5 separate regions of the Mus musculus genome follow, and regions 2, 3, 4 and 5 are each linked to region 1. The links are chromatin contacts, called in public promoter capture Hi-C maps. All regions are on one chromosome and are shown on one strand. Each heading gives the region's core, a stretch centred on a gene start, on an enhancer-like site or on the middle of the called end of the contact. The rest is flanking DNA. Distances are from core to core; before and after follow the strand shown.

Region 1 (2,700 bases), core at 100-2,599:
ACAAAAGGTCCTCTGAGCTGGGGTGGGGGGGTGGGGCAGGTGACGAGATGGGTGGCTATGCAGCCTCCACACCCGGCTTAAGTCTCCAAGTCCTGTATTTGGATACAGAGATCGTGTTTTAAAAATTCGAATCATCGCTTTGGTTCGTTGTCTTTGTTCGCGGGTTCTCGCTCAACCCAGACGTCCATTCATTCACTCACTGGCTTGCTCGCTCAGCCTTGCTCCAGATCGCTGCTCTAGCGCATTACCGCTTCTTCTTCTGCTTGAGAGACTTCCTGCGTTTCAGGATCATCTCATAGAGCTTGTCCATGCCCTCGGTGAGGCCCTCGCCGATGATGGCGCACGCCGGCTGGACATGGTAGGTGGTGGCCGGGATGAGCTCGTGCAGCGCCAGTTGCTTCTCAATCTCGGCCACCGGCAGCGACTTAGGCAGATCCTGCTTGTTGGCGATAACCAGGAGCGGTGTGCCCTGGTTCTCCGCAAACTTGGTCACCTTGTGCAGCTCCGTCTTGGCCTCCTCCAGCCGGTCCACGTCCACCGAATCCACCACGTAGATGATGCCGTCCGTGCAGCGGCTGTAGGACTTCCACAGCGGCCGTAGCTTCTCCTGGCCGCCCACGTCCCAGAAGTGGCAGCTGATGCCCTTGGCAGTGCCGTTGCTCAGTTTGATCTTCTCGGTGTTGAAGCCGATAGTGGGCACAGTGTTCACGAATTCGTTGAACTTGAGCCGGTAGAGCACCGTAGTCTTGCCGGCCGAGTCCAAGCCCAGCATAACGATGTGCAGAGACTGGAAGGCCGAGATGTTGGAGGAGATGTTGCCCATGGCTCCTCGCTGCGGCGCCGGCCACTGCGACTGCGGCTGCGGCGGGAGGGCGCCGCCCCCCGAGCAGTCACAGGCCCTCTGCGGCCGGGCGCACCTGGGCCCCGCCCGTTGCTGGACCCGGTGGGGTCTCGGCGTCCCCGCGGCGCACGGCCAGGCGCGCTTAGGCTCGGAGGGGCCGGCTCCCTGGCCCGCCTGGTGCGTGCTCCGCGGGCATCTTTCTCCGGAGGCTTTGTCTCTCGCGCAGCCGCCACGGACAGACGCCGCGGTGTAGGATGTCTGCGCCTTGCGCGGTAGCCCGGCTCGACCTGCGGCTCTCCCGCACCGCGGCTCTGCAGCAGCCTCTGGTCTCGGCGCACCTCGGAGCTGCTCTAGCTCCGGCTCCCGGGAGCGCCGCAAAGGCGCAGGCGGGGCGCGGGCTTCCCCGGCGTCCGAGTTAGCGTAGCTGCCTTGCTGTCCCTGCAGTACTAGGCGCTGCTGCTACCGCCGCCGCCGCCACCAGCCTGCTGCGGCCGGAGGGCGCCGGCCCCGCCCCTCTAGTCCCGCCCACAGGCCACGCCCCTCGCCCGCCACGCCCCGCGGTCTCCCGGGGTCAGGCGGGGTCTTCTCGGTCGGTTGCGTCTTTTCGCGCGCTCCGATCGTTCGAAACTCGCCCAGGCGACCCTTCCCGCCGGCCGCGCGCCGACTGTGGGCCTGGACGCGGACTCTTCCTCCCCAATCCGGTGACGCGTCTTTTAAAAATAGCTCCGGGCTCCGGAACCCCCGCCCGGGGCCTAGCCCGCAGCTGGCCGGGCAAAGGCAGCGACTGCAGAGGGCTAGGGCGGTGAGACTGCGGCACCGACGCAGGAGGGCGGAGGAGAGGAGCTGACCTCCTTGAGCCTGCAGCCCTGCTGCTGCCCACTCCTAATCCATTTCCACCGCGTGGTTTCACGCTCTTTGGTGCCCTAGTGTCTTGGTCCCTATTCTTCCTTGATGCGTATGCTCCCTAAGTCTAGGGTGTGCCCAGGAGGCTCAGTTAAGACTACCTACCACCCACCTGCCTAGATAACTCCAGACATTTCTTTCTCAGACACCCATTTTGGAGCCTTGCTTTATGCTTCCCCACCCCTTCCCCACCCCCTCCACTCTGCTGACATCCCAGATTAGGTTAGTCTTAAAGCAACCTTTGTCATTCTACCTTGAGAACCTACCAGGGATGGGGTGAGGGTAGGGGATGGGGGAGGTCCAAATCACCTGACCAGGCTTCAGGAAAGCTAGGTCACTAGAAGACCCTAGCTAGCTTGGAGCTGGTGGTGTGATGAGTCACAAATACATATTTTCTGGGTTCCATTTCGTGACTCCATTCAGTGGTTTTATCCTACCTTGTAAAACGTAGCAAATGAATATTATTTCTGCATGTGGAGGGAAGTCGGGGGGGGGGTGATTATGAGTGACACAGGTTTGATGATGATGGGAACTAGAGATGACAGCCAAGGGGAAAATGGTTTACATTTGTGTAGGTCAGGCTTCTGGGTCAGAAAAGGTTGCAAATGTAATCCAGGGAAAGAAAATAAAAATGCTTATCATTTGTGATCTTAAAAATTATATATATACACACACACACAGAGAGAGAGAGAGAGAGAGAGAGAGGAACCTTCCTTTCTAATGCTGTTATAATACATGATTTCATTTGTACTAAAGCCTGTGAGAAAAATCACACCTGTTCAATTCCATCTTTTAATTCTCACAACTCCAAAAGCCAGTCTAGGCTTCCACCAGCTAGACTCAAGCCCAGGGACTGGTGATGGATGTTGGTGCTGGCAAGGTCCACTCAGATTACCTGTCCAGCTTGCTAGAGGAGGAAATTTAGGTCTGTGTGCTGGTACTTGCTAAGGGGACCT
Region 2 (2,700 bases), core at 98-2,597, 2.1 Mb before region 1:
CAGCAATGCCAAAGATAATTTTGCCGGGAGTCGGTTCAAAACCAAAGTACCTCATGCATCTCACACACCTCCTATTTCTCATCTCGCTGGAAAGAGAACTTGAGATGTTAATGCTCCAAAGGCCAACAAAGTGTTAAGATGGGGTCCGTCTTTAATTTCTCTTTCCCCACCTCTCCACTACTCCAGCCCTATAAGAAGCCACAAGTGAGGAAGAAAAGTTGTGAAAACAAGACGGATGTGTGTGTGGTGGGGTGGGATGGGGTACATTATCCCCCACATACAAGGTCACTTGCTTGGAGTCACTTTCTCCTGCTCCCACCCTGGGCTTCCCGCCAAAGTCGCTCCTAGGCAGGCTAGGAGGCCAGCTTGCTGCACTCCCTCAGCCTCTGCGTGGGGACTGCAGCCCCCTTCTGGCCTCCCGGCCTTCAGGACCCTAATTTCAAATGGGAACTCTTCTCGCAGTAGCCAGGTCCCGGGGCTCCTCCACCTCCATCCTCCCCCCCGCCCCCCCCCCCCCCCAGGCTCCATCAACGTCCCCTTTCTCCCTCAGGGTGCCCCTGTGCCTGCCTCCCGTTCGCGGTCCCTCCCGGGGGCCCGGCACACAGTTCCTTTCCTGCCCCTTCTCGTAGCCCTTCTTCCCCGGTGCCCACCTGACGCCCCTGCCAAAGCCTGGCTCCTTAGAGCCACGGCCTCCTCCCAGCCCCGCCCCTGCTCCCGGGCGGATACAGTTTGAAGCCTCTCAGGATATCCCTGGCCCGCTCGTCCTTGGCTGACATGATGCGGCGCCTGCCGCCCGCGGCCCTCCCACGCTGGCTCCGCGGGGCCTCGCAGACGGTACCCAGGAACCGAGGACAGCCGCAGCCCGGCCGGACACCTCAGGTGAACAGCGGTGGCGGCCAGACCCGAACCGGCCTCTCCCTCCCCTCAGCTCCCGCTCCTGATCCCTTCTCCTTCCCTCTAGTCGTGGAGCTCCCGCCTTGAAACCAATGACAAGCCAGCCTTGGCGATTGGCATCTTGAGTAGCCAATAGCAACGCTCAGCGGCTTCGCTCGGGGACGGAGAGCGTCAGTGGGAAAGGCCCTCTTGGAGAGTCCCGGAGGACAGAATTTTCTTTCGTGTTGTTGCCTAGAGTTTGTCCCAGAGGAGCGATGGCTTGAAATCTTCAGAGGCGTTTGAGATGCCTGCTCTTGTTGCCGGGCACACTAGTGGTCTGAGACTATGGCAGGCTGCACTGTACAAGGTGGCAGAAACTACATTTCCCAGCATCCCAGAGAGCACAGGCGATCCCAGCGCACCATTAGAGGCCAGGGACTACAAGTCCCAGCATACTATGCGCTCCATCTTTTTAACTTGGGTTCCAGTGTGCCGAGCAGTGTGCACATATTTGAAATCCTCCTATGGGGTTGGTTTCTGAATCCTGTTACTTGAAACCCAGCAGGAAGGTCTTCTTTTACCCCGGAGACGTGACAACCCACCGACAGTTAACTTCTGTTTACATGGAACTCAGGAGTCTGCAAACCATGGTAAGACTGCAAACCACCAACAAAACCACATATTAAGCCACGAGAGATAACAGAACAAAATGACCTCCTCAAATAGTGTTAGTTTATTAGTCTGGAGTTCATTTTTACTTGTTTTGCAGGGTTTATGTTATATTTCTGCTTTGGACTGGGTGAGCTAAAGATTGTTTATACTCAATGTTAGTACAGGAAGACTTAAAAGATTTTGCCAATCCAATCTCTTTATCTTTTGTTTTTAAATATGAGGAAATAGAGACCCGGTGAGGCAGAGACTGGCCAGAGAGCACAGCAAATTGACACAGTTAAAATCTGGCTTTACATCTACTGACCTGTCATCTAGTATCTACACTACACTAGGGAGGTAATATTTTTAGAAGCATGGCAATGTGATTGTTTTTCTCCTTAATGAACAGTTTCTGAACTAGTGTTGAAACACCCAGAAAATAGGAAAGCATTTATTTCATGGATTTCCTGAAAGGAGCTGGTGTGACAGTCCTTTATCCTCAGACTAGATAGGTCTTGCTATTTTTATTTGCTTTTTTGACATTCAAGTTGACATTTAATGATTGTTTTTCCCCCAGAAAGTAGATAAAGTTGGTTTAACCCTCTGTTTCCTTGGAGACGCCTGTGTCCTTCCTCTGGCCTTCTTTCCTGTTCTTGTTCCCACTCCACCCATTTGATCACCCACCCATTTTGTTTGTTTTTCTTCCAAGTAACTCAACAAACCTTGTTTTGGTTTTTGGTTTTGGTTGGGTACTGAATTAAGTAAAAGATAGGCCACTGTTATTCAGAAGATACATAACTGATTAGGGAGATAAGGAGATTCAAGATGGAGTTGACAAGTGGCATAAAAGAAAAGATATCAGAATGCCACAGAGGATTACTTGTTGGCCTTTTAGTCAAGATCAAGTGGAGAATGCCTTAGAGGTTCTGGTGACGTGCCTTTAACAGCTGGCAAAACTTCATGGTGGAAATGACATTTGAACTTAAAGCAGTGGTTCTCAAACTGTGGGTCAAAAATCCCTTTGGCAAACCGCTATCTCCAAAAATGTTTACATTATGATCCATACAGTAGAAACATTACAGTTCTGAAGTAGCAATGAAAATTATTTTAGGGATGGGGGTCACCACAGCATGAGGAATTGGTTTTTTGTTGTTTTTTTTTTGGGGGGGGGGGGAG
Region 3 (2,700 bases), core at 32-2,531, 2.8 Mb after region 1:
TAAATAAAACCTCAACATTGCTTCCATTAGTCTTAACAAATTTTTTTTTTCCCGAGCCAAAGCAGTAAGTCCAGTTTTGCTTGAGTTTTGGTCTCAACGAAGTTCTCAGGCTAGGGTGACAGCCTGGAGTTTTATCTCTGTCCCCTCACCCGTGACACTCCCTTTTCTGGAAGCAAACTGACACCTACTATTCCACTCTGTTTCCGAAGCTGATTCCTTTAGTGACCTATGTGTGGAAGAGTGCATTATTTGTTCGTTATTGCTGGCTTATTTCACTGAGCAGAGATCCTCCAGGGTTGGCCATGTTGTAACCTGGGGCAGAGGCTTTTTAAAGGATATATGGATGGCCACGACACCACATTTTGATGCGCATTTGGGTGGTTTTACCCTTGAGGTATCCCAGCCAGGGATGTGCAGCCGTGGAGCAGAGCCATAAGGCTGAGCCACCTCTGGCTCTTTGCCTTGCAGCGTCATTGGTGTCACCTGTCCCTCGTGCCAACGGTGTTATCAAGACCAAACACCACTGCAGGAATCTCCCCGCTCCCCTCAAAACCCTCAGAGCCCGTGGCTCTGTTCCAGGATGCCTCACACAGCTCCACAGACCTGTGCAACTGAGCCAGTCTGGGCACGAGGATTTGTTGGGCACCTATAGTCGCTAGCTCCCAGCTGGTGTGCCATGACCACACAAAGATGCAGACAAGTCACAGCCGCGGTGTTGGAGACTGTGGCCTTGCCTCCATCTCACAGGACAGCGGGGCGCTTCTGTCTCCTTAAGGCGCGGTCTCCCCCCGGTCCACTGGGGTCCTCCCCCTGCAAGGTACCTTCCCTAAGTTGTGTAGAGGAGAATGAAAGGACCCGACAGCGTCCATGCTTAAGAACTGTTCGTAACGCAACGCACACAGTGTGACCGATGTAAAATCGGGAGTGCTTGAGGGAAAGCCACTCTGTCAACACGCCTTGACCAAGTTACAGACACTATTGGCTCCATGGAGACATTCTGGGCTGCCTTCGTCTAACACAACTTTGCAAGTCACCGACTCGGAAGGCACCGTTTGGAGTCTCGTAGAAAGGACAGCAGCGCAGCCCCACGTCACTCAACACCCTTCAGCCGCTGCGATAGCGGACCACAGTCCACTGGGCCGTAACGGTCCCGCCCACGTCCCGCCCTCCAGTGGGCGGGAACAGAATCGACCAACCAGGAGTTCCTGAGGCATGCAAATAAGCCTCCGCCCCCAGAGGAAAGGCGTTTCCCCAGAAGCTGCTGCTGTTGCCTCGGGAGACGCAGTTTGGTCAACCCCGCTAATCAGCAATCAAGTCCGTTAGCCAGGCCGGAAGTGGAGACCCCAGCACCCTCCGTCCGGAGCAGGAAGTACGAAAAGGAGGCTCATACTCCCCGGAAGCCGAGCCCTGGACACGCCCACCTGCCGGAAACGCCGGCGGTGCTTCTCTGACAGCGTTGCTCTCTGACAGGATTGCTGCGGAGGTGGACAGGCGGCGGGGTCAGGGCGGAGGCTGAGGACCAAGTAGGCATGGCGGAGGGCGGGACCGGCCCCGATGGACGGGCCGGCCCGGGACCCGCAGGTAACGTGCGCGGCTAGGGGTAGTAGGGAGCGGGGTTGCGTCTTGGGGTCAGAGTGTCCCTTGGGCGTCCGGGACTCGGGTCCTCGGTCCTCGCAGGCCAGATCCGAGGAATCGCGCCCGGGGTCAGTAAGTGTGGACGTTAGGCTCCGCGCGGCCCTAGGCGCGCGCCCCCGCTCCTGCCTGGCCTCTCGTGGACATCCCTCCCACGGAGGTTTCTTTCTGGTGGAGCTAGCCTTGTAACTGCCACCCTGTTAGCCCATCCCCGTCAGCGATGACCCTGGCTGGACCATGGGGTTCGGATCTTCTTCCAGGTATGAGCTCACTGGTCAGTAAGGGCCCTCAGAGGTCAGCCTTCGTGCGGACAGGTTCCCTTTCCCCATCCCGCCAGCCAGTCAGCGCAGTAGCTACTGGACAAACGTCCTCCGCCCCACCTCCACCCACCTTAACGACAGTGCTGTCCCCAGAGAGCTTGCTAGTGCCACAACTCTTACAGGGGCGCTTGACCCACCTGCAGAAAAAGGGTGACACTTGCCACCTGCCTTAAAGCTGCTCCACTTTGCAGTGCTGCTACAATGGAACTAACAATTCCCAGGAGAGTTTCCTGGTACGGCGTCCACCTTGGGGTCTTTCTGAACCTGCTGGTAGGTGTTTGGTAGGTGTGCTTCTGCACCCATCTCTGATTTTAGAGTTCACTGAGCTCTCTTCTGTATGCAGAAAATCTGAGAAAGCCACAATGTTGGTACAGTCTCTTGTCATTCCTCCCTCCATCAATTCAACAAACTTTGTGGATGATGTCCTATTGGCCTGACTCACCTGGGGCTATCGGGGTGACATGAAAAAGCAAGGCAAGGCCTCTACCACCAAGAGCTTTGGTTGTCATTGAATTTGATCTCAGGGACAGACAAGATCTTTGAGTGGATTGACCTGTCATGCAGGAATGAGAAATGGGAGAGAGGTGGTTGGTCAAAGGGTAGCTATTTCTTAAGGTACAGAATAGTCCTGTGGAAGAAAAAGTGGTTTTGCACCCCACCCCGACCCCAGTGTTGTTTTAGTGTCTGTTCTGTTTGTGTGTTTCCAGCTTGGGTAGAGGCACAGGTCTTCAGTGGGTAGTTGGATTAG
Region 4 (2,700 bases), core at 65-2,564, 2.4 Mb after region 1:
CCTTCCCAGGAAGTTTTCCTCATCTGAAACACTTCACCAAAGCTTGGTACCCATTTTCTTTCGGCCTGCATAGTACTCCTCAAACTAGGTCCCCTTCATCCCTTTGGTCCAGGCCATCCTGCCCCCTAGAACTCGTCTTTCTGTGTCTACTCTCTGGTCTACCCAGTCCTTCGAAGCACTACCCAGAGACTTAGTACCAGAATGCTGCTGCCCCACATGTGCATAAGCCAGCGCACACTGGTTCCTTGTTACCAAAAAAGCGTGTCAGCCGGGCTCAGATGTGACTGGCTTCTCTAGATCTTTCTGGAGTCTCCAGTACAGAGAAACAAGGCAGGGGGCCCTCTGATTTTCCTTTTGAGCCCGAAGAAGGCTCTTCTAGGGTGGAGAAAACAGGTCACCCAGGCCATGTGCTCCTGTCCATAGCGCACAACACTGGAACCTTCTGGTTGCTTGCCCGCTTGGCTTTAAGTTTAAATCAGGGGTGCTCCTGCCCAGTGGACGTGGAAGGCGCGTGCTGCGAGTCGGGTCACTGTCCAGCGTGGATACTAGTTCCTCGACGCTCCCTATCGGATCGCGGCTGTCACCTCCGCTTGATTCTCGCTCCTGTCCAGCGTGGTCATGGGCGGTAGCTTTGTGGTCCCCAAAGCCGTGCCGGCTCGGAAGACAGTAGTGACGGGCGCAGCTGCGCTCTGGCAGAGGCTCATGCGGTGTGGTTCCAGCTAAAGCCACGCGTGTCCTAACCGAAGGCGCGCCTCCCTAGGCCTGGGCTGGTCTCCCGCGCTGACTCAGCTGGGGACGGCCAGGGCGTGGCCAAGGGTGGGGTCCCCAGGGTCTTTCCCTCAGTCTTTCCGGTGTCTGCCGCAGGGACTGGGTGGTGATTGATGGCACAGCAGCTTGCTGGCCAGGAGCGGTCTGGAGGGGAGGGAGGCGGTTCCGGAGGCTCTGAGGCGGTGCAAGAGGAGGAGCGTGGGTGGGGCTACGGAGGAGGAGCTGGGGTCCCGGGTAGGCGGGCCCGAGTGGACCTCATGGTAGGAGTGCTTTGGCTGAGAGTGCCATCGTGGGCGAAGCCGACGACTAAAGTGGCAGAATGTGGCTGCGAGGAAGGAAAGTTGGAAGCAGATGGACACAGGCTGGGTGGAACCATAGAGGAAGGGGTACAACCCCCTGGAAAGAGCGCGGGAAAGGGGCTGGGAAGGAAGGAGAGGCGGGCATAGGGTGGGTGGGGCGTGGGGAGAGGCTGGGCGGGGCTGGGGCGGAGTATGCCCCCGGCTCCTCTCTTGCCACCCCCGCCCCCGGCCGGGAGCCACCTGCGCCCCGCCCCGCCGGCCGCACCCCAGCTAGGGAACCTCGGAGTTGGGCGTCCGAGCGTGTGCGCCCAGGGGATCGTTGAAAGTTCTACTTCTGCCTGGACGGCTTTCCTGGATCCCAGAATGTGGCCTCACTGAGAACCCTCTGCCTGTGGACTAGGGAGCGGGTCTTCCGCGCGAACTCTTGGGTGGGAAGTTGGTCTGCACTTCACTTCGGCAACATGACCAGCCCAGAGGGCGCGCAAAACAAGGAAATCGACTGTCTGAGTCCAGAGGCGCAAAGACTGGTAAGAGGGAGACATGATTCAGACCTGTGCCTGCCAGCAACCGCCGCCTGGGTCCCTCAGTTGGTTCTAAGGTCAAGGACAGTGGCCCCTTCAGCTACCGTGGTGCTGCTGGAGTAGAGGCGAGTGGGCTTGGGCCACTCGAAAATCCTGATATAGGGCAGCTCCTGCCTACCATCAGGTGGTTGGCTGAGTGTAAGGTGTCCGTAGGCGGAGCTCTGAAAAGTACATTTTATGCTCCAATGTTCCTCTCAAGGACGAAAAGGAGAGTGGGCTCTCCCTCCACCCCTAGTGATGGTCTTTAGGCAGGCTTTGCCCAGCTGGCTGGCTCTGGCCAGGACCCAACCGAGGTCTGAGATCTGAGGGTGGTGTAGAGTTTCACAGGGAACTGCTGGTTTGGTGTTTTACCGAGTACAGCACCTGGGTCCTCATCCAGCCGCACCACCTTGCCATGAGTGGCTTGGAGGGTTTACAGGTTCTTGACCTCAGGAACACCTTCCTCTAGGATCCAGGGCCCCAGATCCACTTCGGCGGGTGCCAGAAGCCACTTGTGTCTGGGCAAGGTGCTTACGCATATTTTACTTCCCGAACTTACGTAGGGACAGTGGATGAGGACGACGGTGATTGAAAATTGGGCACCGGGGAGTTGGGGGATTTTTGGTTGTTACAGCCTGTGTAGTTTATAGTTTTGGGGTCTGGGAGTTCAGGCAGGATCCATAACCCAAACTAGCCTTGCTCTCAGGATTCTCATGTCTCAACCCTTCCACTATCGGGCTTACAAGCCTGCATCACCCACCCACCCCCCCCACCCCCGCGCGCCTTATCCATGGCTGTGGTTGCTTATTAGTGGGAATATTTCAAAGTAAATTGTACTCTGTGAAACCATGTATTTTATGGAGTTGATACCAGAGAGAGGGGGAGACCCAAGGTTCCCATTTTAGCAGGCTTTTGTGAGACCTTGATAAAAACTGAGCCTCAGCCACTCATTCTCCAGGTAGGAGTTAATCCTGTAGTTAGTTGGTCTTTAAGGAAGAGTAGTCGAGGCAAGGCTGCTCTGACTGGGGGAGCTTCCTCCAAGTGCTAGGAAGGCTAAGTAAACTTTTATTCCA
Region 5 (2,754 bases), core at 145-2,644, 2.3 Mb after region 1:
AAGACCCTATCTCTAATAACAACAAAACAGCAGCAACAATAACAACAACAATACCTCAGCTTTGATGTAATCTCACACTCTGCCCTAATGGTCATAGCATCAAACACAGTGTCCACGTGCCTGCGTCAGATTTCTACAATTATCTCGCTTTGATAGTTCATTCCCCTATCACTGAATTTTTTTCCTGCTATTAATTATTTTTCTCTGTAATAGATAAGACCACGGCAGATGTGCTCGTGTTGCTTTCTGAGTGACTGTGTGTTGCAAGTTTCCAATAGCAGCCAGGCAGAAGCCTCGACTTGGAGGGAAAGTTGGAGATGTGGTACCTGCCCCCTCTTCTAGAATTTGGATCTTTCTGAAGGCAGTGGTTGCAATTGGGAGTCTCTTCCCATCCTGACTGGGTCCTTCTTCAGCAGTCACAAGCCTGCCTCTCTTCCACCTAAGAAAACACATTCAGGGAAGGAGGAAACCCCAGGAAGCTGCACCCCTTCCTCTTCACCCAGATCCTCCAAGCTGTCCATTCCAGACACCGAACTTCAGAACAACATGGCATTTGACAGCAAGCTGCAGAAGAGAGTTTTTGGAAGAGTCTGCCAAGCTCTCTGCTATTGCTGGAGCCTCTGCAGCCATCTGAAAAGGCTTCCTTACAAGGCACCCACTCACTCACACTCGCCTTTTATGTTCAAAACCCTTAACTGGAACTTTCTGCAAGGAAAATTCAATGTGACCCAAACAAGAACACTATAGGTGCTGAACAAACTCAAGGCGTCTACTGTTTCAGATTCGCCTCTGATTCAGGTCCTGAGAACACAGGGACACACATCTGTATGCACACACACTCACAGCAGACACACACACACACACACATGCTCACAGCACACACACACATACACACACACACACATACACACACACTCACACATGCTCACAGCACACACACACACACACACACACACACACACACACACACACACGCAGCACAACACAATCTAAAAAGGACTCACCTGTTCACTTTAGAAGAGTGCTACAGACCACCATCCCACAGGGCCGCAGGCACCCCTCTCTTCCCCTGGCTGTGCTTCCCCTGGGTGCTGTATGACTCGTCAGGGTCCTGCCAGGGGCGGGGTGGGCAGAGCAGTGCACACTGACTACCAGCAGCCGAGCAAATGAAGTGAGCAGGCCCCCTGCTCCCACCAAGGCCCCAGCCGGCAGGACTCTTCCTGTAAACTCCGGTGCAAAGTCCCCACATGATCATGTGATCAGCTGGGTCAGAGTAAGCTAGAAGTCACACTTGGTGGCTCTCTGCCTCCTCACCGAGCTGCAGCCCTGAATTTCAGCCCTTTCCAGGTCTCACCTGTACCAGAAAGCATCACAGACTTAGAGAACAGCTCTTCTGTTACAGGAGCGAGCGAGCTCACTTCTTAATTTATGTAAACATCTCCAGTTTGAGGCCGCATGCCAGATGGGCAGGGCCGGGGCCAGAGCCTGGGATGGGTGTGCCTTGGAGCAGGTAATTGCCTGGGCAGGGCTGGAGGATCCCCAGAAGGAGAAACTCTAGGCTGAAGAAAGATGGAAATCAGTTCTCCTGTGCTCAGCCACAAGTCCCAGGCAATCGCGTGTTCTCTCTGTGCTCACAACTCACCTGGATTACCAGCTTGTGTTCCCAATGGGGAACTCAGCACCGTTTAAGTGGGGGAGGGGGCAGCTGTCGTGGATTCCCAAGAGGCTTTCCAATGCACCCTGAAGAACCTGTTTCTCTGCAGAGGCCACTGGCCTTCTTCTTGTCACCCTGTCCTCCAGGACGCACACCCTGTCCACACGTCTGGGTGCCCCCACAGCCTTGAAGACCAAGAACCTCATTCTGTTTCTGAACAGGACCCTGATTCCCTGTGCCTAGATTGGCATCCAAGGTGTGGCACCCAGCACCGCTTCTATCCTCCTTGTAGTGGGTAGAGATGTGTGGGCGTGGCCTTTTCGGTTTACACTGGAAATGGTACTGGTACAAAGGTCTCCGGAGTTCAAGGGGACACTGAGATGGGTTGTTGCGGGGGGGGGGGGTTATCAAAGGGGTTTATAAAGAGTTATTAACCCCATGGACAGACAGACAACAGCTCGGGAGCTGTAAGGAGAGGTCAAGTCTCAGAGCTGCAGGGTAACAGGTAGCTCAGTTCGACTGTTGAACATCAGACTGTTGAAACAGCGAGCCCAAAGGAGTGGGCATTCTCCTAGCAATCTTGTACTGGGGAGTACACTGCCTGGGAAGAGATTGCATGCATTTCTAACAGCTTGTCGGACTACCTTACAATGAGACTGAAGTTCTCATGTTGTTATAATGACGGATCCGTGGTGGGCGGGACCACACGTTGTCTGAGACTGATCAGAATAGAGGTGCTTATCCTTGGCCCTCTATTTAAACTCTAATCTCGATTCAGTACCCTGAAGACAGACTTGTGGGTGGCTGGACCTGCCCTTGCAACACATGCACAAGGAGCAATGGAAAGAGCTTTATATGTGCCGAATGTATTAAGTCAACTTACATAAAAACAGTAACAAACGCTGAATCCCACTGAAAGAGTGAGACTCTAGAAGCCGTTTGGTCTGTGAGGCTGGCTGCCTCACCAGTGAGATACAATCCCACTGTAACTGTCTCCCTCTAGAGGGGCAAACAACCCAGTATTTGCTCAGTTCATGAGGCTGGGGACCTCTGCAGTCTCAGGGGAATTGGGGGGTGTTGCAAAACTAGTTGGTTTCTGG

What was found. Promoter capture Hi-C pulls out the DNA fragments that hold promoters and counts their contacts. Capture Hi-C pulls out chosen DNA fragments and counts their contacts.
Region 2: a contact with region 1 is called in a promoter capture Hi-C map of liver, with 4 times the contacts expected there. The contact joins the promoter of Cops7b here to the promoter of Arl4c in region 1. A contact is called at or near these places in 2 of 39 promoter capture datasets (liver and pre-B cells) and 2 of 9 other capture datasets (adipose tissue and liver).
Region 3: a contact with region 1 is called in a promoter capture Hi-C map of liver, with 7 times the contacts expected there. The contact joins the promoter of Asb1 here to the promoter of Arl4c in region 1. A contact is called at or near these places in 1 of 39 promoter capture datasets (pre-B cells) and 1 of 9 other capture datasets (liver).
Region 4: a promoter capture Hi-C map of liver shows a contact between it and region 1, with 5 times the contacts expected there. The contact joins the promoter of Lrrfip1 here to the promoter of Arl4c in region 1. A contact is called at or near these places in 2 of 39 promoter capture datasets (liver and pre-B cells), 2 of 484 Hi-C or Micro-C datasets (CD8 T cells and embryonic stem cells), 2 of 115 datasets of contacts at active chromatin or transcription factors (bone marrow-derived dendritic cells and thymic regulatory T cells) and 1 of 9 other capture datasets (liver).
Region 5: a contact with region 1 is called in a promoter capture Hi-C map of liver, with 6 times the contacts expected there. The contact joins the promoter of Rab17 here to the promoter of Arl4c in region 1. A contact is called at or near these places in 1 of 39 promoter capture datasets (liver) and 1 of 115 datasets of contacts at active chromatin or transcription factors (bone marrow-derived dendritic cells).

What each region holds. Positions count from the first base shown.
Region 1 is chr1:88,700,842-88,703,541 of GRCm38.p6, forward strand. It overlaps Arl4c (ADP-ribosylation factor-like 4C), which reads right to left and starts at 1,350. Exons shown (of 1, transcript NM_177305.4): 1 at 1-1,350. The coding sequence starts at 823. The coding sequence ends at 245.
Region 2 is chr1:86,581,574-86,584,273 of GRCm38.p6, forward strand. Cops7b (COP9 signalosome subunit 7B) reads left to right here and starts at 1,348. Exons shown (of 8, transcript NM_172974.3): 1 at 1,348-1,523. Pde6d (phosphodiesterase 6D, cGMP-specific, rod, delta) reads right to left here and starts at 1,212. Exons shown (of 5, transcript NM_008801.3): 1 at 727-1,212. The coding sequence starts at 776.
Region 3 is chr1:91,539,284-91,541,983 of GRCm38.p6, forward strand. Asb1 (ankyrin repeat and SOCS box-containing 1) reads left to right here and starts at 1,282. Exons shown (of 5, transcript NM_001039126.2): 1 at 1,282-1,581. The coding sequence starts at 1,530.
Region 4 is chr1:91,052,130-91,054,829 of GRCm38.p6, forward strand. Lrrfip1 (leucine rich repeat (in FLII) interacting protein 1) reads left to right here and starts at 1,315. Exons shown (of 25, transcript NM_001310732.1): 1 at 1,315-1,594. The coding sequence starts at 1,529.
Region 5 is chr1:90,968,226-90,970,979 of GRCm38.p6, forward strand. Rab17 (RAB17, member RAS oncogene family) reads right to left here and starts at 1,395. Exons shown (of 6, transcript NM_008998.4): 1 at 1,005-1,395.